7 separate regions of the Mus musculus genome follow, and regions 1, 2, 4, 5, 6 and 7 are each linked to region 3. The links are chromatin contacts, called in public HiChIP or PLAC-seq and promoter capture Hi-C maps. All regions are on one chromosome and are shown on one strand. Each heading gives the region's core, a stretch centred on a gene start, on an enhancer-like site or on the middle of the called end of the contact. The rest is flanking DNA. Distances are from core to core; before and after follow the strand shown.

Region 1 (2,700 bases), core at 67-2,566, 760 kb after region 3:
GTGGTTTGTCTTTGTGATTGTAAACTGTACTCATTCGATTCTTCTTAACTCTCAGAGTATAGATTGTCTGATGCTCTGAGTAAGGTTGGCTAAGGCCTGAGGCTTTAGTCCTTCTCGGTTTTTAGGCTCCATCCTCCCAATTTCCACTGCCTCAACAATTGTACCTTTGCCCTTTAAAAATATGTCAAACCTTCCATTCCTCATCTATTTTATTTTTTAATTTTTCCCAAAAGTAAACATATACGTGTACACAGTCACACATGGATATACACATCCACATGTGCACACTCACACTCATATTCCTCACAATCATACACAGGCACTCCACATACACCATGAGTATGCTTGTATGTGACCATAGGCACCTACTTGCAAATACTCAACACATACAGACACATTACAAAAACGCACACACTTGGACTTCTACCCATATATTCACACACAGGCACGTATGTACATATGCATACATGATACATACACTTCTATACAAGTGTAGACTCAAAATATATGAATACACACGTGTATGCTCAGTCATTGGAGTTTCATATGCCAGTCTATATTGGGGTGCTGTTTTACTGAAGTACTTCCTGACCTCTGTTCCCATAATTCTGTGAGACCCCGACTTAGAGCGTTTCTCCCTGAAAGGTAAAGCCCCTGGACATTCCCCAAGCTTGTTTTCCCTGATCTCTTAAAATACAGCCAGAAAGAAGCTCTTTGTTCTCTATAGCCAACAAAAAGTCTTTTTGTTTCTGTGCCTTACAGCCAGAGACTCGATGATTGTGGGGAGACCTAGCCAGGCGCTTGCTTGGCTCCCTGTGCCAAGGACATGGAGATAGATTCCCCAGAGAAGAGCTACAGCTCACTCCTCACTCTTCATGCCTTGTTATTTTACCAAGGACACCCGCCAGAGAAGAGCTGTAGCCAAACTCCTCCCAACTCCTCAGCTAGCTGTTAAAAGCCCCCTACTGTTACCGCTCGAGATCGAACTCCCCTCAGCTAGCTGACAATAAAGCGTCTTGCAGTTTGCATCAGGTGTTATCGGGGTGCCGACCAGCTCAACCCGGGACTTGAGCGGAGGTCTCCCCAGTTTCGGGGGTCTTACAATTCCACAATCCCAGCAAAGGAGGCCATTTCCTTGTCTGTTTTTTTTTTATCTTGATACATATGTACTATTAAAATGGGACAAATTAAAAGGTCTTAGTCTGACAAAGAGCACTTTCCTTAAAAATGCTGACCTTTCTTTCATAGGCTCAATTTGGATTTTCCCTGAGAGGGACTGCCAGTTGACTGCAGACAGTCATTTGGCACCATCTGCTGGACATAGACAGTCTGAGCAAATGAGAGCTGAAGAGATCAGAGCTGAAGAGCCCAGAATCCACGTTGAGTGAGTGCCTGGATCTAATAGTTCTGCTGTGTGTGGCTTTATTGCAAATATGCAACTTCCTGTGCATATCTCTGAGTTACCTTACGTTATCCTCTCTGAATTTCACAAAGCACCTTTGCTTTATAGCCTCAGCCAAGTCAGCTCACAATGAAGAGCAGAAACCACATCTTGCCACTGTTGCATCCCTAGGGTCCAGGATACAGTAGGAGCTGTGAAACATGTTTCTCTTGCTCTGTGGCTTTTGAATGGCACAATGACTAATATGGGCCATAAGAGATGATGAACCATGGACAGCATAAAGCTAGGGGTGAACATGAACTCCTGATCCTCTGCCTCTACCTCCCCACACCGGGATGATGTTGGAGAAACATCAGCTGCTCCGTATGCCTTTTCAAATTTTAAATTTTTCTTCAAATTAAAAAAATAATAATAACTGTTTAGACCAAGGTCTTGCCATGTAACCCAGGTTGACCTCAAACTTGATCCTCCTGCCTCAGCCTCTCAAGCCCTCAGTAACCTTTAAAAACTGATAAGTTTTCCCCCATGTGATAGTTAACTGTGTGCATTAACTTGGCCAGACTAAAATGCCCTGCATTTGGCCAAATACCACTGGAGATACTTCTGTGGAGACACATTCTTTATGTGATTGGTGTTCTGCATAAAGCGTGTGATTCTCCATATTGTGTGTGGGTCCTTTCATTTGAAAGCTTTGAGAGTAAAGACTGCAGTTTCTCAAGGTAGAAGAAATTTTTCTTCAACCAGATTGCCACAGAGAAACCCTGCCTCAGTTTCTCACTTGAGGGATTTGGAGTCCAGACATCAATTGTAATTCTTACCTGAAATTCCAGCCTGATGACCTCATATAAACCTTAGACATTCCTGCTTCATTCTCCCTCTCCCTCTCCCTCTCCGTCCCATTTTGCTGGAGAAACCTAACACAGGTCCTATACATTATATTAGTAAAGTATCAAGTGTTTTTTCAGTTCACTAAGAAGCTAACTGTGAATCAGGATTGCCCCTAACTAACTTCAGACCCAAGCATATCTGTCTTAGAGCATCCTCCAAGATCTTAGTCCAGGAATGGGCTATTCCTATCCCCAGCTTTGTGAGAAATGGACAGGAGAACAACAAAGCATCCCACAAATAGAAATATCACATCCTTGAGAACAATCAAGTAAATTGTTACAGGAAAAACACAACATCTCTGAGCACATTTAGGAGGTAAATCGTTCCCAGACACCTTCCTGAAGGGAGTGGGGGGAGCTTTGAGGTTTCAGAAGCACAAGCCAGGCTGGGTGGCTCACTTACTCTTCCTA
Region 2 (2,700 bases), core at 97-2,596, 850 kb after region 3:
TTTTCTGACAGTTCCGTACATGCCTATAAGGAATTGTAGTAATTCACCCGGTGCCATTTCAACTTCTCCTCCCTTCTTCCTTGTGAAGGGTTTCTTATGTATTCCCTTCCTGAAGGATAAACGGAGAAGCAGGGCGATGCAATGAGGCCCTGAGGTCTTACAGCTAACCACACACAGATTTGTGGTTATTTGCCTCTGCATTATAATTTTAGATGTGTGCTGTAGACAGCATCTCTGGCCAAGCCAGTTGGTAAAACGGTCATCAGCTAGGAAGTGATGGAAAATCCACACTATACTCAGTTAGGCGAGAGAAACCTGTGTTCTTAGTTGCTAGTTTGAATTATTAACCAAAGAAAGGAAATTGTTTACCAACAACTAATTGTCCACTCAAGCTTATCCACGGTCTCCTGATCTGTTTTGAGTTCTACGTCTTTTGAGCCTCGGGTATATATTTATCGTTTATGTTTATTTACTTTGGGTTTTGGTTGTAGCATGGAGCCTAGAGGCTAGGGCATGCTAGACAAATAAATGATGTACCATTGAGCCACATACCCAACCCATATTTAGTTACTTCCTATTCCTTTTTAAGATTCCTCCAAAGCTCAAGTGAAGTCCAGAGCCCAGCAGTGCCGTCTTCCTCTCGACAGGCTGCTGCCCAGTCTCCTCGAACTGGGGCTGAGTTCCCCAGGTTGGAAGGAACTGCAACCCCACGGATGCCCAAGCTGGGCAGAGGCATCTCAGAAGGGGACGATGTTCTCTTCTTTGATGATTCACCACCACCAAGACCAAAACTGAGCGCAGCAGCAGAAGCTAAAAAGGTAGCTGGGGTGTCGGGCAGCCAACGGGGTGCTTACTATGTATGCGTGAGGACCTAAGCTTGGATCCCTAGCACTCAAGGAAAAAGCCAGGCATGGTGGCTGCATGTGACCCTGGGGACAGGCAGGAAAGTTAAGGATTTATTTATTTTTGCTGGCTTCTGTCTTCATTGCTTGGCTTTGCATTCTGTGACGAAATGGTGTTAACCAATCATCCTACATAGTTCCAAAGCAAGTGCAATGTGAATGGTATCAGCATAGAGCCGCTGAGCTTATCTACGAACTCAGAGCCATCACTGCTATACATACAGTTCCTTGTCAGTCTGGAGGAGGCAGCCCCCAGGAAGGTATTGTTCTACAGCTGGAGACAGTAGCCTTAGGACTACAAACTGATGGTGCAAAGTTCAGCCTCTTAATCAGGGCTGCAACTGCACTGGGGCTCTCGTAACTGAAGTTAGGAGTTGTGAAAATTCTATTACTGATTAAAGGTTATGAACACAGTGTGCAAAAATTAACTCACAGTCAAACACAGAACAAATCCAGGCTATTCGTGGTAATCCTTGCCTGTGCTGATGGAGAGACGTCACTACAGGCCTGCTTCTGAACCTTCCACGTGCGCACTTTGTCTGACATCTCAGCACGTGGCACCAAGGAGCACTGTGACACCTGGCTCAAGGTCCATGCTGGTTTATGTAATCGTCTGCAATGGTTTTGGTACATGCTCAGTTTTCTACTCTTGAAAATGATTTAAATATGGAAATTCAACATAATGGCTTGTTTACAGCAAGCAAAGACATTTAATATTTCCCTGCTGTTATTCCTCAGCATGGAAGTATCAAAAGTAAAAGTCTCTGAAATGTATTGTTAGAACATTTGATTTTAAAAGTTGCTAAATGAATTTTTGGATAGACTTTCCAAAAATTTCCAAAAGTGCCCTAAACATACTTCTGCCATTTCATATTGCGTATTTCTCTGAAACATCATTTTTATCTATGTGTAGACTTATTTTTGTCCCATCAACTTTTAGTGCCATCTTTTGTGTGTGTGCATGCACATGCCACCCATGTGGTCGGCAGACAGCTTGCAGGAATAGGTTCTCCGCAGCTACCGTGTGCGTTCTCAGGTTAGAGTTCAGGCAGCGGGCTTTGCACACAGGGCCGTCTCACAGCCCAATTTCTGTTAGAGAACCAAGGGCTGTGGTCTGCAGTATCTCAACTGACTGTCTATCTGTTTGTTTCTAGTTAGCTGCTATTGCAAAATTAAGGGCAAAAGGCCAGATTCTCACAAAAGTAGATCCAAACAATACTGTAAGGAAGCAAATGGATGGCCGAGCCATGCTGGGAGTGAAGGAGCGTGTGGAGAATAGCAACACAGTTTCTCCTGAAGGTATTGTGGCGTCGCCGTCATGGTGGGGGACAGAGCCTGTTTAGAGAAGACAGGGTCTAAGCACAGCTTACCCTCCAACATCAAGTGTTAGTGTGGGTCTCAATAGTCCAGGTTGCCTCGCTCCAGCTCTGTCTTCCTGCTCCAGAGTCCTGAGGACTGGGTTTCCAGTCACTGCTGTATCACATGAACTTGGAATGGAATTGTGCACAGTCTGAGCAGGTGGCAAAGGGTTGTTCCCTGGATCTTTATGCATTTTATAGTAACATAAGATTTTTGAAAGCAATTGCTGTTTTTACTTTTTAAAGCACGGGAACTCTAAATGTCATTTAAAATAGGCTTATAAGTCAACTTTTTGTTCTTCTGTCACCATAATCAGAAGTAAAGAGTGTCTCTTCTTGTCAAGAACTCCACCTTGGTCTATGCTCCTTAATCTCTGCTCGATTTTTGGTTACTGTTTGTTTGTTTAAACAAAGTCTCGGGCTGGTGAGATGGCTAGGCA
Region 3 (2,700 bases), core at 64-2,563:
ACTATGTATCAAAACAACAAACAAGCAACAAAACCCAGGATTGATTAATTCTGGATACCACCATTCTTAAATAAGAAGCTCTGCTATCCACAACACATCATTATACACTGCAACATTATAAACCATTGATCTTGATTTTGGAAGGTATTCTTTAAGCAATGCTTCCAACCACTTTACCTGTAACATTTCAAACAATGTATACCTCTCCTGTGTGTGTGTGCACGCGCGAGCACGAATTCTAATTCAAAATACAGAGGATTCTGTTCATCAGTTCTAACAAATACCTTTCTAAAGAGGTCAACAGTGGCTGGGGTTTTTCCTCTCTCTCTAATTTAAACTGCTTAGATGCGCTGTGGAAAATGCAATTTATTTTTCTGTGAGGGTGAGTATCAGAAATGTGGTGCTTCTGGACAAATACGTGCTTGGAACATGCCCAAGGCTTCTACATTACAGGAAGCACCAGAGGGTTTGAAAGGCCTGTCTCTTGCAGCTGGTGATTTTTTTCCTTTTTTTTTTTTTTTTTTAAAAAGAAACTGAACTTTGTAGGATGATAGATGGAAAAAGGAGTAGGGAGAAAAATGATATCACAAGTTGTCGTATACAAACTCTTCCAACCTTTTACGATTTCATCATTGCAGAGACATTGATAAAAATATGTGCTTTTTCCACACTGGTAACTTTTTCGGAATTGGACTAAACTTTAAGCTTAAAAGACACAACTTTCCCCTTTTTCTTGATTTCTCAGACGAACATCGCTTCTTTCATCTTCAGGATCGTAAAATACCACCCTCCTCCCCAGAATCGTGCATGCGGGACTTCTTCCCTGTGTCTCTAAAATCTACTTTCCGGAATGAGAAGGGGCCATCCTTCTTGTAGATGCCTCAACTGATGTGTTCCAACATTTACTGTGCTGTTCCCAGGTTCCTCTCGTAGCCCAGGCTGGTCCGCCTGGATCCCGGGTTCTCGTCTCGCGCTCAGGCGCAGACGCGGAGACACGCGCGCGCGGCGGGCTGTACTCTGGGCACCATCGGTTGTGCTCGCGCCCTTTTTTCCCTTCCCCTCTCCAAGGACACTTAGTACCGAGGTTGGCTCGCGCCCACTTACCTACACTAAACTGTGGGATGTGGAAGGGATTGAGGAGGAAAGGAAAAAGGATCAGGCAGAAGCTGCAGTCTCCGTAGAATCAGGCGCCACCGCTAGAGACACCGGCGCCTCTCGTGGTGCAAGGAGGATGTGCACACGTCCTCCTCCAGGCACCCGTAGAAGCTCAGCTAGCTTCAGATGATTACCTTCCGGGTCGAGGTGCATACAGACGAAAGCGGAGATGTAAGCTTCCTAAAAATCTACGCTTTCGTGCCTCTTCTCTGCGGACTCAGATCTCTGTGTGTCTTGCGCGTCTGTGTGGGCACGCTAAGCATACAGTCTACCATGGCTCTAGAGTCTAGCGCCAGCGGACTTTTACGGACCGGAAGAGTCCTTTCTTTAAGACGGCTCGGTCGGCACTTCCGGAAGTGCTGCGCAGGGTTCCGGGAGAGGGCTGGCGGGAGAGGGAAAGGCGGCTATTGACGCGGCAGCTGGAGAATGAAGAAGGAGCATGTTAGTCACTGTCAGTTCTCCGCGTGGTACCCACTTTTCCGAAGCCTTACCATCAAGAGGTAACCTATCCCGGAGTCAAACCGGGGGGTTTGGGTAAATCCCATCCCTTCAGAAAACTAAACAAAATCCGCAGGCCTTCTACTCAGTGGGAGCGACTGTGTCGAGCTGCGGATTTTCTATTGGCTTTGACGGAGCAAGATTAACAAGTAGATCAGTGTTTGCCGTGCGTCCTGTTCGGAATCAAAGAGCGAGTCGAGGGAGGTAGGGAGGCGGTGGGGGTCCTCGGTAGGGTAGATTGAAATAGATACTTTGGGAATTGTCAGAAGCGCAAGGCAATAAACAAAACAAAACTGGAGACTTTGCCTGCTGCTGACCGACAACCCCCTCTGGTGAGAGTTGCGTTCCATCATTGTACAATGAGAACAGTGATACAGACGGTACCTCCAAGTCTGGATGAAGCTCCAGTTTGGTAGTGTGTATAGGTTGCATTGCTACTGACGATCCAGTGTTCTGAGAAGAAGCAACCCATCTGGAGAGAAAGTGGGATCGTTTGGTTTTTGGTTTTGGGTTTTTTTTTTTTTTTTTTTTTTTTTTTTGATTTTTGAGACAGGGTTTCTCTGTGTAGCCCTTGCTGTCCTGGAACTCACTTTGTAGACCAGGCTGGCCTCGAACTCAGAAATCCACCTGCCTCTGCCTCCCAAGTGCTGGGATTAAAGGCGTGAGCCACCACCGCCTGGCTGAGAAGGTGGGATCCTATTCTCTAGTTCTCTGGCCTGGAACAAGGAATCTGTCCAGGTTTGCAGAATGCCCACGGTGAATTGGTGCATCCAAAAACAAAACAAAACAAAACCACAAAAAACAAAATCCTGCCCCCAAGAATTAGATTGTAGAGTCAGAACCCTCTGTCTGGCTTTGAATTCTGGTTCTATCAGCATCTTCAGCAAATTACTTAATCTCTCTAAACCACATTTGAAAACTTAGAAACATAATAGGATTGTCATGAGAATTGCAAAAGAAAAAAAATACTTAAAATGTTGCCACTCTTTTGTAGCACATAGTAAACACATGAAAAATGTTGCCTGTTACCTTTTGGATTTAATAAAG
Region 4 (2,700 bases), core at 25-2,524, 810 kb after region 3:
ACTTCAAGAAAAGTAATAACTCATTTAATTTCCTCGCATGATTTATGAAGTGCGTTACTGTAGCAAAGCAGTTTTGTTACTGTATTAAAACAAGCAGGGACCTGATAGACGGTTCAGAAAAAGAGAACTTAGTGTTGGTGTGTATTCCTGAAGCTGTTGTCACACGGGTCATAAGGACACAAGAGGACTTGCACTGTGCTGTGAAGAGCACCAACCTCTGTAACCCCTGTACAGAGCTACATATAGTATTGTGATGTGAGAGATTTGCTGTACTTGGCATTAACACCCTGCACATAGCCATAGTGTATCTGTCTTTCGGCTCTCATAGGAGATGCTCGGGGCTTTCCTTTCCTCTTACTGGATCCTCATCAGAAATGAGAGTCTTTGTGACAGGCAGACTTTAGATTCTGAAGGGTGCCCAGGGATTTTGCTGTAATTTGCTCCTTAGTTCAGGTTGGGTAAAAATATATTAAAAATATAAGATGTTTAAAATATCCCACCCACCATAAGGCGGGAAGAAACAAAACAAGAAAGCAAACCTGAAGCAAAAAGAACAAAGTGTTTTGCCCTGTGGCCCTACCACACTCTGTACTTGATATCCTCTTGAGGATTTGTGCAGAAGCCAGGGAGAGTGACAAAGTGTTGTTTCTCCTCGGGGAATATTCATCTTTTTCAGGTGTCAGGCTCTGGAGAGGAAGAACTCTGCAACACCATCAGAGCTGAATGAAAAGCAAGAGCTCGTTTACAGTAACAAGAAGTTAGAGCTGCAGGTGGAGAGCATGCGCTCCGAAATCAAGATGGAGCAGGCCAAGACAGAGGAGGAGAAGTGAGTGTGTGCACCTGTGTGCGTGGGGTGGGGGCGGGGCGGGGGCGGGGCGGGGTGGGGCGGCAGCTCACCCAGAAGGGGAAGGACAGCTGGCCAAATACAGATGGGGTGGGGTGGGGGTGGGGGTGTACCTGGGAGTCATGGCATAAAATCTGTTTTACCATCTGGAAACTAGATGTCTAGGAGACTCCTGGACAGATTAAAGTTTTGCGTTGTAGCAAAAATAGGAAAATTATTTTTATTCTATCTTTTGAGAGAAAGACAGTCTTATGGAAGATACCATTTTCTTTGAGAGTAAGAAAAATGCTGACAAGTGGTGGCTGTAGTTTCATTTCTGTTCCATGATAAAATAGCCTGACAAAGCAACTTCGTGGACAGAGGGGTTATCTTAGCTTACACGGTCCAGCCACTCACTGGGAGGGAGTTGGCCAAGGCGCTCTGGGCTGGAAGCCCATTCACATCATGTCAAGAGCAGAGAGAAATGAATGCTTAGTTCTCAGCTTGCCTTGCCTACTTCTATTGCTTAGTTTTGTTTTTTGAGACAGGATTGGTCTGTGTTTCTCTGGCTGTCCCAGAATTCACAGAGATCCACCTGCCTCTTACACCCGAGTGCTGGGATAATCGAGAGCCCTAAGCTAGGGACTGGCCGGTGTCACTGCTTTCATGTGGCAGGTCATCCGACATGGGTAAAGGCAGTGCAGACAGTCCTCACAGACAGGCCCCTGAGCCAACCTGATGGAAGCGATCTCTCACTGAGACTTTCCTCAGGTGACTCCTGGTCCTGTCAAGCTGAGAGTTAAAAGTTGGTGGGATGGAAAAAAACCAAGAGATTTTTCTACTTGAGTTTTCAAAGTCTGTTAGGGAGACAGGAGGATGGGCTTCTGTGATATTTCCCTCATTATTCCACTTTTAATATCACATTTTAATAGGTCCAGGTTAGCCACTCTGCAGGCAACTCACAACAAGCTCCTTCAAGAACATAATAAGGCACTGAAAACAATTGAAGAACTAACCAAGCAACAGGTATTTACAGAGCAAAGGTACTTCCATAGCCTGGGGATTGAACCACCAAATGACCCCTCAACTAAATCCACTCTCAAGAACTGCTTTGCGGTTATCAGTTGTAACAGAATTATTATAGCTTTTCACCTCAGCTTGTATATAAAACGTGACTTGTGTATGGAGGGGGTGCTGATGTCTCCAGGCAGGGCAAGGGCTTTTCCTACTTCCCGAGGGTGTGTCTGTAGGAAAGCTGAGAGCCTGGGCTCCTTGTCAACAGTGGAGCGAGACAGCTAGCTATAGCCATCTACTGGCTGAGACTGTGCAAGGCCATCTTGCCTGCTGGCACTGAACTTGGAACCCTGGTTTTACAGCATTTAGTTTAAATTAGTAAGGATGTTCGAATAAGCCTAGGGCCTCTTGCATATTTGGCAAATGTTCTACTATTGAGCTACACCCTCCTGCCTTCCCTCTTACAGGGTCTCAGAGTTACTTGAGCAGACCTTGAACTTGCAAGCCTACTGCTCAATCTCCTGAGTAGTTACGATTACAGGTCTCTGACATAAGCACCATGTTTTCTTTTCCTTTTCCAGAGGGGGCAGGGTGTAGGGGGTGGGGTCCATGTACATATTGGCATGTTCATGTGGAAGTCAAAAGCTGACTTTGGTATTTTCTTTGAGACAGGCCACTTTAGTTTCTGAGGGTCTCTCTTATTGAAGCTTACCAATTGGCTAGGCTGGCCAGCCAGCAAACCAGGCACCCTCCTGTCTCTGCATCCCCAGGACTAGGGTTGCAAGCAAGAGTTATCACCATATCTACCTTTTAGATGGATGCTGAGGAACTGGCCTCAGATCTCATACACACAGCAGGCACTA
Region 5 (2,700 bases), core at 131-2,630, 780 kb after region 3:
GCTGTTTATACCTACCTGTTAAAAATACATTTTTATGGGCTGGAGAGATGGCTCAGACGTTAAGAGCACCGTCTGCTCTTCCGAAGGTCCTGAGTTCAAATTCCAGCAACCACATGGTGGTTTACAACCATCCGTGATGAGATCTGATGCCCTCTTCTGGGGTGTCTGAAGAATGCTACATTGTACTTACATATAATAAATAAATAAATAAATCTTTTAAAAATACATTTTTATAATAAGCCATTAAACATAACTGTTTCCTTGAGTTCTGTGAGCTGCATGGCAAATTAGTAAAGCCCAACAAGGACATTCTGTAAACCCCAATGTACAGCAGGCTAGTGGGTCAGAGGCTCGGGAAAAACAGCCTGGGGCTTCCCGTTGGCATTGGAAGGCTCAGACAGATCTGCAGGGTGGCATTCTTACCTGTGGGACCTGCCACCACATTCAGGGACATGGTGTCAGAACTCAGTAGAATGAAAGGACATTGGCCAATATGCCCTGCAAATACAACTAGGTGGTGGTCGAGAGGCATGACAAGGGTTCACAGAAGTCTTCTGTGTTAGTTGTGGAGACTATCATAAAAATTACAAGTCCCCATCCCCCCCACCCCGCTCCCCAACACAGCTTTTCAAACCTTCTCTGTCCAGCTTTAGGGTTAACATTTGAGACCAAGTCTTGGAACGGACAGCAGGTGATCCGGTCTATGCAATTAGGTGAGCTGAGTTGAGCTGTCTCTTACTGTGTTGGTGAGGATCCCGACCTCTCCTTCCAACCTGTGTGCAGGTGCACATGCAGTCACAACCATGTGTTCCTTATCTCTCCTTTCATCAGTAATCAAAATTCTTCCCTGGTTATGACATCTCTTTGACCTTGAGCACAAAACCTAATCTCATGCTATCTTCTGAGCCACCCAGGAGCTAGCCAGAGTTTCTACCTAGTTACCTTTCACTGGGGTCTGGTTGTCAAGGTAACGCTTTGCCTGGAGCTCACCCTTCCGATCAAATGCCATCTGTGTCCTGTGATGCCACCTTGCTGATGCCCAGGGGCTGGGAATGCAAACTAGAAGGTTTCTCTACTATTTTCTAGCTTTGCATTCTAGTCTAAGTAGAGGCATCCTCGGCACAGTTAAGACTGCTGAGTGTAATCCGAATCAATCCATCAATCTCACCTGCCTGGGCCATCTGATGCAGCTATATGTTAATGGATCTGGGAGAACAAGAGCTCAAACACATTTTGCATTGTCTTTCTTTTCTTCTTTGGTTTTTAATTAAAGCCTCCAAGAGAGGCTCTATCCCTAACGAACCGCGGAGACAGACCCTGGGGCTCAGGAAGAGCTACAGAGGGGCGGAGCGTTGGGCGTGGCTTTCAGGGGCGTGACCGAGTGGGCGTGGTCTGGGAAATTTCTTGGCTAGGGCGGGAGCGGGCGCTGCGGTCAGCTGAGCGGCGCCTGGCGGGTCGCGAGGCCGCGCGTCACCGTCCAGCTGCCCGGTCGCCGCCCCCCGGCTGGTCCCTGGCGGGCGTCGGCATCCAGAGCTTTGGGACAAAATACCAACGAAGCAGTGACCTAAGAGGAGAGGATCCCTGTGGCCGGTGAGCCGGGCCGGGGGGTGGCGGGCGCTGACTGAGCGCGGCGACTCTCCCCAGCGGACTCCATCCTGGCAGCGGTTCTCGCTGTCGCCGTCTTCCGGAGCCTGCCGCGGGAAGGGTGACGAAGCTGGGGCGGCCCTCCTGTAGGACGGCTGTCCTGAGAAGGCTTCCGAGGCCCAGGCAGACCCTGCCCTGGTGTGACAGGGCGGCGGGGATGGAGGTGGGGGTGGGGAGTGACGGCCACCCCAGAGGACACCCCTCTTTCCCCGGGATAGTAAAACAGTCTCGGCTGGCCGCAGGTGACTTCCAGTTCAAGTCATCGAGGTGGTTTGAAGGTGACGTCCCAGGTTGAGAGTGATTGAGCAAGCAGTCAGTTCATTTTAAGGAGGAAGTGGTTAAGGTACTGTCGCAAGGAATGAAGGTAGTTTGAATGAGGTCGCCCAGGAACAGTGAAGAATAGAGAGACCCCTTGCCAAAGTAACAGGCTTACAGAAGGGTACATTAACTGTTGTGTCTATCTGGGAGAGAGTGCTATATCCATGCATGTATATACACTCTTGGCAGTGGGGGGTCACAGAAAGAGACGGAGGCGGGTGGCGGGGGGAATGTGAGATAATAAGAATGAATTTTTAAAAGCTGGGAAATTTGAAGGAGTTGTTTTTACCACGGGCAATGTGTAAATTGGAGGCAGTAAGCAAGCCTCAGAGGGAAATGAAACCCAGCACCTGGTCTAGCCTGCAGGGTCAGGACTCCTGTGTAGGAATGAATGTATGCCTGAAGTATTTAAGGTTGAAACGGCCAATCTTATGGAAAACCTCAAGAAAATCACATAAGGCAGGCAGTATTGGATCACTTACGCTTTCAGAACTGAATCCAAAGCTGCCCTTTGACCCAAAGCAGCCACTTTGCTCTTTTGACTTAGGGAGCGAAGTTAGGAGCCTATCGCCCATCGCCCCAGGCTGATAATGGGGTAGATCCGAACAGAGCAGAGGCCACTACCAGAGACTGCCTTGGACTTGATTGGACGAGGGAAGTTTCCACTGTGGATCGCGTGTGTATTTGATCTGTTTATAGTGAGCCGGTTTGAGCAGTACTTTATGTAGTGTGTAACAC
Region 6 (2,700 bases), core at 116-2,615, 750 kb after region 3:
TTTTTTCTTTCTCTTTTTGCTGTTTGTTTTGTTTTGTTTTTTGAGATGGCATTTCTCTATGCAGCCACGACTGTCCTGGAACTCACTCTGAAAACTAGGCTGGCCTCAAACTCACAGAAATCTGTCACCTCTGACTCCTGATTTCTAGGTTTAAAAAAGTGCACTGTCTTGTAATTCTTTTTGGTCTCCTATAAGTAGCAAATAAAAATATGGATATAAATGGAATTATTTTTTTAGTTTCCTGTGGCTTTGGTGTTGAAGGCGGCAAAGAAATATTTCCTGACTGAATTATCATGAATTACTATAAACAGGCAATTTATCAAGACAACACAAATACATAATTGTATAAGTAATCATTAAACACAAAATGTACACTTACATCAGAGAAAACACAATCCCAGAGACCTCTACCCAAAGCAGACAGGTCTTCCCAACCTTATTCCTCCCTTGCGATCATTGCTGACATCACTGTTACACGTCCTGTGAGACCCTCTTCATGGAAAGAGGCAAACTATAATGGGAAGGATTTCAGCATGGAAGCACTAATTACTCAGGCTGGCGCTGATGAGGTGATCGATCATCAAAATTATTTAATGATTGAATTCTCTAGCAACTCGATTAGGTCTTTTCTTAATTTTCATGAAAGCGAAGAATCAGAAACCTCCTGGGATTTGCAGAAAGATGTATTACTCCATCAATAGATCATTAATTTTCTTTACTTAAAAAAAAAAATTGGTTTTGGTCTGGCTTCCCAGAGCCCTAGTCCCCTGAGGCAATGGCTGGCTAGTGAGATGAGGAATGGAGAGAAATGTGTCTTGTGTCTGTGATGTGGTTATTAAATAGAAGGATCAAAAAGGAGAGCTCTCAGTTCCATCTAACAGCTCCCCACCATCCGGTGCTCAAAAGAACTATTTTAGGAATAAGTAAAATTAAAAAAAAAAAAAATCGCTAGCCCTGTGTGACCTTAGAAGGTGAGCATCTAGTCCTAAGGATCCAGGTACCCAAACTGGAAGGTCTTGGAATCTCTGCTAGGAGCTAAGTCTCCATGATGAATGGCTACACAGCTAGAGCTCCTCTGACATCTTCAAAGGGCCTCTTCCAGGCCCTCGCAGCACCCTTCCGAATGTCAGAGTCCAGTACAAGGAACTCTCAGAGAAGGGAATTCGGAAGTCCACCCTATTGTTGTTGTTCTTTATTTTAGAGATTCACAATTAATCTGGTGTGACACTCCACGCTGAATCTCTGATGCCTGGCATACAGGACCATCCAAAGCAAGCGTAGCCACTACCTCTCAGTTTCCAGAGGGACGATCCTGCTCTTCTCTCCATGGACAGCTCTCCCTTCTGCACGTGCTTCCTGCTAACGCTAGCCATGCCTTGTTAGAAGTGCTAATAGATCAGGAGAGTCTCTGAACAACCATAACCATACAGATGTTTCCTAAGTGTTTCTATTCATTCTTAAGTGCAAAAAGGTAAACATGGTGTTTCCCTGGCTAACCTTGCCATTAGACAGTACGGAGCCAGTCAACAGAGTATTATCATTAAATGTAAAATGAAAATTTAAATTTAGACGTGTGGAGTGTACATACATAGAGGTTCGTGTGCGTGTGTGTGTGTGTGTGTGTGTGTGCGTGCGCGTGCGCGTGCGTGTGCGTGTGTGTGTGTGTGTGTGTGTGTGTGTGTTAAAGAGAGAGGGAGAAAGAGATTGCATCTAAGAGTACAAGCCTGTCTTTCATTATACCCGGAGCTGCATGATATTTTTTTTTTTTTTGATCATCTGGTTTAAATTTTCCATTTCTCATTGCAAAACTCACAGTCAGGCTGAATAATAATGGAGATGAGTATACAGATTTCGAGGACCACAGCTGGGGAGCAAGACCTCCTAAGTTGTTTACTGCATGGGAATGCGGGTCAGGTCTCCATCGTTAGCATATGGTATGGGACATCTTAGCATCCTGTGATTTCTCTAATCCTCAGAAGAGAGACAAAAATAAGCCCTTTCGGGCTAGAGAAATCAGAGTTCAGTGGGCAAAGTGCTTGTGGTGTAAGTGCGGGGGCCTGAACTGAGTCATCAAATCCCACATTCAAACACCAGTACAGTTCTACACCTGAACTCCCAGAACTGAGTCCTGGGCCTGGCGGCCAGCTGGAATAGCCTACTGGGCAAGCTCTAGGTCAATGATGGGGCTCTGTCTCAAAGAAAATAAAAAATAAGAAATTAAGGTGAATGAATCTGAAAAACAGCAGCCAGGTTTAACCTATGGCCTGCACACGCACATACACACATACATGTGCATCTACAACACACGTGTGCCACACGTGTCACACACACACACCTCCTTTCCCTTTATTCAGCAGCAAGACAGTAAGTTAGAAGTTAACCAACTGTCTATGATGTCTTCACGTACATTTTGGTTAGCAAAGAAATGGCATCAGACTCTCTCTCCACGGCTGGTACTTAAAGTCCACACAGATCAGTTGGTATCTATTGGGAGAACTGGAGGAGAGCCTGCACTGTCTCCCCCCTCCGCCCCCTTTTGCATGCAGGAAGCTATAGAATTGACAGGATCTCTGTTGAAACGTCTGTCCTCACCTGTGAAGTTAGAAACTAGCTAATGAATATTTATAAGCCTCCTCTAGCCAAGGAAGGCAGATGAGAACAGTTGGAAGAAAGAAGATAAAGAAAGAATCAAATCTAGCT
Region 7 (2,700 bases), core at 40-2,539, 710 kb after region 3:
GAACTTCACAAGACTGGTGGTGTCTACATAGGACCCACCACCTGCCTGTTCCCCCCTCTGCACACTTCAAAGCACTGTGACCCGGGGTCTTTACCTTTCCCACCAGCGGGCCCAGTCAAGCTCTGCTAATTTGAATTACAGGGTAGCTGGTATAAGAGAGCAAGACAAGACAGCGCACGGGGGGGGGGGGGGGGGGCTGCTTTCTGGCATCAAGGTGGGTAGGAAAGGAGAGCTTGGGTGTACATTAAATGACAGGACTTTCCCAGGTGCTTCGCGAGCTTCTGTCACGATTTGCTTCCCACTTTTATCCAGATAGGAACTGGTGGAGGGGAGCAGCGTGAGAGTGGACTCAGAACTGGCTCGAAACTTATACAAAGAAGTTCAAAGCCAGAAAGAATCCCAACAACTGATGGCAAAGGTCATCTTTCTCAAAACATCAAATGAGTGATTGGAAAGCACTTTGATAGCTGCGTGTGGTAGCGTGTAATCCCCCTACTCAGGGGCTGAGGCAGGAAGATCACAGAAAAATCCGATCTCATAAACAAGAGCACGTTATTAACCTTTTTGTCTTTAACCCGGTCTATACATATAAACTCCAAAGGCATCACTGTATCTTAAACAGCTTTAGCCAAGGGCGGTCAGAGCAAGGAAAGAATGAGAAGAGCCTAGGACGTGGTTTAGTTTGGGGGAGGGGGAACGGATCCCCCGGGGCGCTCCTAACCTGCTGCAGGTAGCCCGCAGAGGGGGGCAGGCTCACCTTACAAAGAAGAAATAAGAGTAGTCCTGGACCACCGTGTGGGAGTGGCAGGAGAAGTAGCCCAGACCAGTAAGGTTGAGCCGGGAGCCGGCGGGCACCTCCAACATACTGCCCCACGCCTGGTCACACAGCATCTCCACCTCGGCGGAGTAGAAGAGCCCTCCCTCTCCAGCTTGGTACTGCCACGGCAGGTAGTTGTAGAGGCCAGGCACCTCGGGGTGCAGCGCCAGCACCTTGGCATACACGATGGTCTCGGCTAGCTCGGCGCGGCAGCCTTCGCTCAAGGGTCTCCACTCCGACGGCAGCTGGCAGGCGCGCGCGGGCGCCGGGGAGGCGGCGAGGCAGAGCGCGGCGAGCAGCAGCGGGAGCGGCATGCCGGCGGCTACGCTCTAGCCCGGGCGCATGGCCCGCCCGGGTGCCCGGGACGGCGGGGAGCCGGGGAGCCCGCAGCGCCTGCCCGAGAACCGCGGACGGGGCGCTCGGCTCGCCTGCACGCGCTCCGGAGAGCTGGGTGCACGGCTAGCTCTTCGGCCTGGATCACCATGACCGGGCCTTCGCCCCGCCACGCTTAAAAAGGGTCCAGAGGACGCGACGGGACGGGCGGAGATTGGGGCGTGGACCGCGGCAGGGGCGGGGAGTCCGTCAACCCCGCAACCGGCCCGTGCAGAACTCCCGGGAGGAAGGGACGAACCCCTGCGCCCTGGGACTCCAGGGTGACTAGAGGAGATGTGCGTACAACGCCTTGACCACCAGACCTAACTGGTTTGTAGCACCCAACTATGGGCTAGGTCAGAGCTTGCCAGTAGAGTTTTTCCCTAGGCAGGTGTTCCTACTATTGCTCTCAGTTTGTACAGTGGAGTGCTCTGCAGGAGTCTTAAGTTTTCAATGCAAGTGACTTAGAATCAAAGCACATAGAAATCAAATCTGAGTTTATCTTCCCAGAACTTCGTGTAGAATAATATTTTCTCTCCTTCCCTTTCTCCTCTCTTTCTCTGCCCCTCCCTTCCTCTATTCCCTTTCCCTCTTATCTCCTCATCCCCTCCTCCTCTCTTGTCTGTTCCCCCTCTCCTCCTTCCCCTTTCCTCTCCTCCCCCTCCCCTTCACCCTCCCCTCCTCTCCTCATCCCCTTTCCCTCTCATCTCTCTCTATCATGTACACACACACACACACACACACATTGAGTTTTCTGTAATAATAATGTCAAAAGAATCCCTATAAAGATTTGAAAATCCATTGTTCACGGCTTATTTATTTATTTATTTATTTAAGCTTAACTGCTTTATACAGCCCCAAATTCAGAAAGTTCTATACCTGGGAAGCAACTTCACCCATAAATTCAAAAAAGCTTTTCACTAGTTAGTGGGTAAAATAGAAGAGACCAAAACCCTCAAAAGTGCCCAGCCTCCATTGCCTTTACTATTCTTGGTGTAATGAGAATCAATCACAAGAAGGCTGGGGGTGTGGCTCCATTACCAGTGTGCTGGCTGGCATCCATCACCCCCTGGACTTGATCCCTAGCACCTCACCAGAGGGGCACAGTGGCAAACACCCGGTACTGGGAGATGAAGGCAGGAGGATCAACATTCAGGGCTGTTCTCACCTACACAGGGAGGCTTCACAGGGAATTTGAGTCCAGCATGGGCTAAAGAAACTGTCTCCAAAAAAAGGAAAGAAGGAAAGAAAGAAAGAAAGAAAGAAAGAAAGAAAGAAAGAAAGAAAGAAAGAAAGAAAGACAGAAAGAGAGAGAGAGAGAGAGAGAGAGAGAGAGAGAGAGAGAGAGAGGAAGGGAGGGAGCAAGGAAGAAAGGAAGGAGAGAGAGAGAGAATACCTGTGTGTAAGTGTATTAATTATATGTTATGGGTGTTAGCCATATATCATTATCATAATATACATAATGTATTTAATGCATTTTCAGCAGATTTTTAAGCAAAGTTGCCCTTAGA

Evidence for each region. Promoter capture Hi-C pulls out the DNA fragments that hold promoters and counts their contacts. HiChIP or PLAC-seq counts read pairs in DNA pulled down with a chosen protein or histone mark.
Region 1: a contact with region 3 is called in an H3K27ac HiChIP or PLAC-seq map of embryonic stem cells, with 9 read pairs. The contact joins the enhancer-like site here to the promoter of Cdc123 in region 3. A contact is called at or near these places in 23 of 39 promoter capture datasets (the 3T3-L1 cell line, 3T3-L1-derived adipocytes, the C10 cell line and 15 more), 3 of 15 datasets of contacts at CTCF or cohesin (the NIH/3T3 cell line, embryonic stem cells and pro-B cells), 6 of 484 Hi-C or Micro-C datasets (bone marrow-derived macrophages, cortical neurons, nephron progenitors and 1 more), 43 of 115 datasets of contacts at active chromatin or transcription factors (the NIH/3T3 cell line, the SCID.adh cell line, SST interneurons and 25 more) and 3 of 9 other capture datasets (adipose tissue, embryonic stem cells and liver).
Region 2: a contact with region 3 is called in a promoter capture Hi-C map of liver, with 3 times the contacts expected there. The contact joins the enhancer-like site here to the promoter of Cdc123 in region 3. A contact is called at or near these places in 17 of 39 promoter capture datasets (the 3T3-L1 cell line, the C10 cell line, the HPC-7 cell line and 12 more), 1 of 484 Hi-C or Micro-C datasets (embryonic stem cells), 16 of 115 datasets of contacts at active chromatin or transcription factors (the SCID.adh cell line, T-cell acute lymphoblastic leukemia, astrocytes and 9 more) and 3 of 9 other capture datasets (adipose tissue, embryonic stem cells and liver).
Region 4: a promoter capture Hi-C map of liver shows a contact between it and region 3, with 5 times the contacts expected there. The contact joins the enhancer-like site here to the promoter of Cdc123 in region 3. A contact is called at or near these places in 14 of 39 promoter capture datasets (the 3T3-L1 cell line, the C10 cell line, the HPC-7 cell line and 10 more), 20 of 115 datasets of contacts at active chromatin or transcription factors (the 230-238 cell line, the NIH/3T3 cell line, the SCID.adh cell line and 12 more) and 2 of 9 other capture datasets (adipose tissue and embryonic stem cells).
Region 5: a contact with region 3 is called in an H3K4me3 HiChIP or PLAC-seq map of bone marrow-derived macrophages, with 9 times the contacts expected there. The contact joins the promoter of Optn here to the promoter of Cdc123 in region 3. A contact is called at or near these places in 23 of 39 promoter capture datasets (the 3T3-L1 cell line, 3T3-L1-derived adipocytes, the C10 cell line and 16 more), 2 of 15 datasets of contacts at CTCF or cohesin (embryonic stem cells and stem cell-derived epiblast-like cells), 38 of 115 datasets of contacts at active chromatin or transcription factors (the NIH/3T3 cell line, the SCID.adh cell line, acute myeloid leukemia and 24 more) and 2 of 9 other capture datasets (adipose tissue and liver).
Region 6: an H3K4me3 HiChIP or PLAC-seq map of forebrain shows a contact between it and region 3, with 13 times the contacts expected there. The contact joins the enhancer-like site here to the promoter of Cdc123 in region 3. A contact is called at or near these places in 20 of 39 promoter capture datasets (3T3-L1-derived adipocytes, the C10 cell line, the HPC-7 cell line and 14 more), 1 of 484 Hi-C or Micro-C datasets (bone marrow-derived macrophages), 23 of 115 datasets of contacts at active chromatin or transcription factors (the SCID.adh cell line, astrocytes, bone marrow-derived macrophages and 17 more) and 3 of 9 other capture datasets (adipose tissue, embryonic stem cells and liver).
Region 7: a promoter capture Hi-C map of hippocampal neurons shows a contact between it and region 3, with 8 times the contacts expected there. The contact joins the promoter of Ccdc3 here to the promoter of Cdc123 in region 3. A contact is called at or near these places in 13 of 39 promoter capture datasets (the 3T3-L1 cell line, cranial neural crest, embryonic stem cells and 6 more), 1 of 15 datasets of contacts at CTCF or cohesin (the NIH/3T3 cell line), 18 of 115 datasets of contacts at active chromatin or transcription factors (astrocytes, embryonic fibroblasts, embryonic forebrain and 8 more) and 2 of 9 other capture datasets (embryonic stem cells and liver).

Annotation. Positions count from the first base shown.
Region 1 is chr2:5,078,852-5,081,551 of GRCm38.p6, reverse strand. No RefSeq gene overlaps it. Among named protein-coding and RNA genes, the nearest start is that of Optn, 16 kb to the right of the region's middle. Within about 2 kb of position 1,316, at least 36 of the 459 cell types and tissues checked have an H3K27ac peak or open chromatin away from gene starts, as enhancers often do. A contact at or near this core is called in cortical neurons, embryonic stem cells, forebrain and 3 more, where this site is marked.
Region 2 is chr2:4,995,222-4,997,921 of GRCm38.p6, reverse strand. It overlaps Mcm10 (minichromosome maintenance 10 replication initiation factor), which reads left to right. Exons shown (of 20, transcript NM_027290.3): 14 at 590-818; 15 at 2,057-2,201. Among named protein-coding and RNA genes, the nearest start is that of Mcm10, 16 kb to the left of the region's middle. Within about 2 kb of position 1,346, at least 10 of the 459 cell types and tissues checked have an H3K27ac peak or open chromatin away from gene starts, as enhancers often do. A contact at or near this core is called in liver, where this site is marked.
Region 3 is chr2:5,843,790-5,846,489 of GRCm38.p6, reverse strand. It overlaps Cdc123 (cell division cycle 123), which reads left to right and starts at 1,313. Exons shown (of 13, transcript NM_133837.5): 1 at 1,313-1,655. The coding sequence starts at 1,582. Nudt5 (nudix (nucleoside diphosphate linked moiety X)-type motif 5) reads right to left here and starts at 1,456. Exons shown (of 10, transcript NM_016918.3): 1 at 1,105-1,456.
Region 4 is chr2:5,032,280-5,034,979 of GRCm38.p6, reverse strand. It overlaps Optn (optineurin), which reads left to right. Exons shown (of 14, transcript NM_001356487.1): 8 at 1-12; 9 at 677-826; 10 at 1,756-1,849. Among named protein-coding and RNA genes, the nearest start is that of Mcm10, 21 kb to the right of the region's middle. Within about 2 kb of position 1,274, at least 25 of the 459 cell types and tissues checked have an H3K27ac peak or open chromatin away from gene starts, as enhancers often do. A contact at or near this core is called in the 230-238 cell line, the SCID.adh cell line, adipose tissue and 1 more, where this site is marked.
Region 5 is chr2:5,062,797-5,065,496 of GRCm38.p6, reverse strand. Optn (optineurin) reads left to right here and starts at 1,380. Exons shown (of 14, transcript NM_001356487.1): 1 at 1,380-1,590.
Region 6 is chr2:5,098,541-5,101,240 of GRCm38.p6, reverse strand. It overlaps Gm39755 (a long non-coding RNA gene), which reads left to right. Exons shown (of 3, transcript XR_865945.3): 3 at 46-225. Among named protein-coding and RNA genes, the nearest start is that of Gm39755, 3.5 kb to the left of the region's middle. Within about 2 kb of position 1,365, at least 51 of the 459 cell types and tissues checked have an H3K27ac peak or open chromatin away from gene starts, as enhancers often do. A contact at or near this core is called in the SCID.adh cell line, craniofacial prominence, differentiating embryonic stem cells and 4 more, where this site is marked.
Region 7 is chr2:5,136,365-5,139,064 of GRCm38.p6, reverse strand. Ccdc3 (coiled-coil domain containing 3) reads right to left here and starts at 1,289. Exons shown (of 3, transcript NM_028804.1): 1 at 758-1,289. The coding sequence starts at 1,131.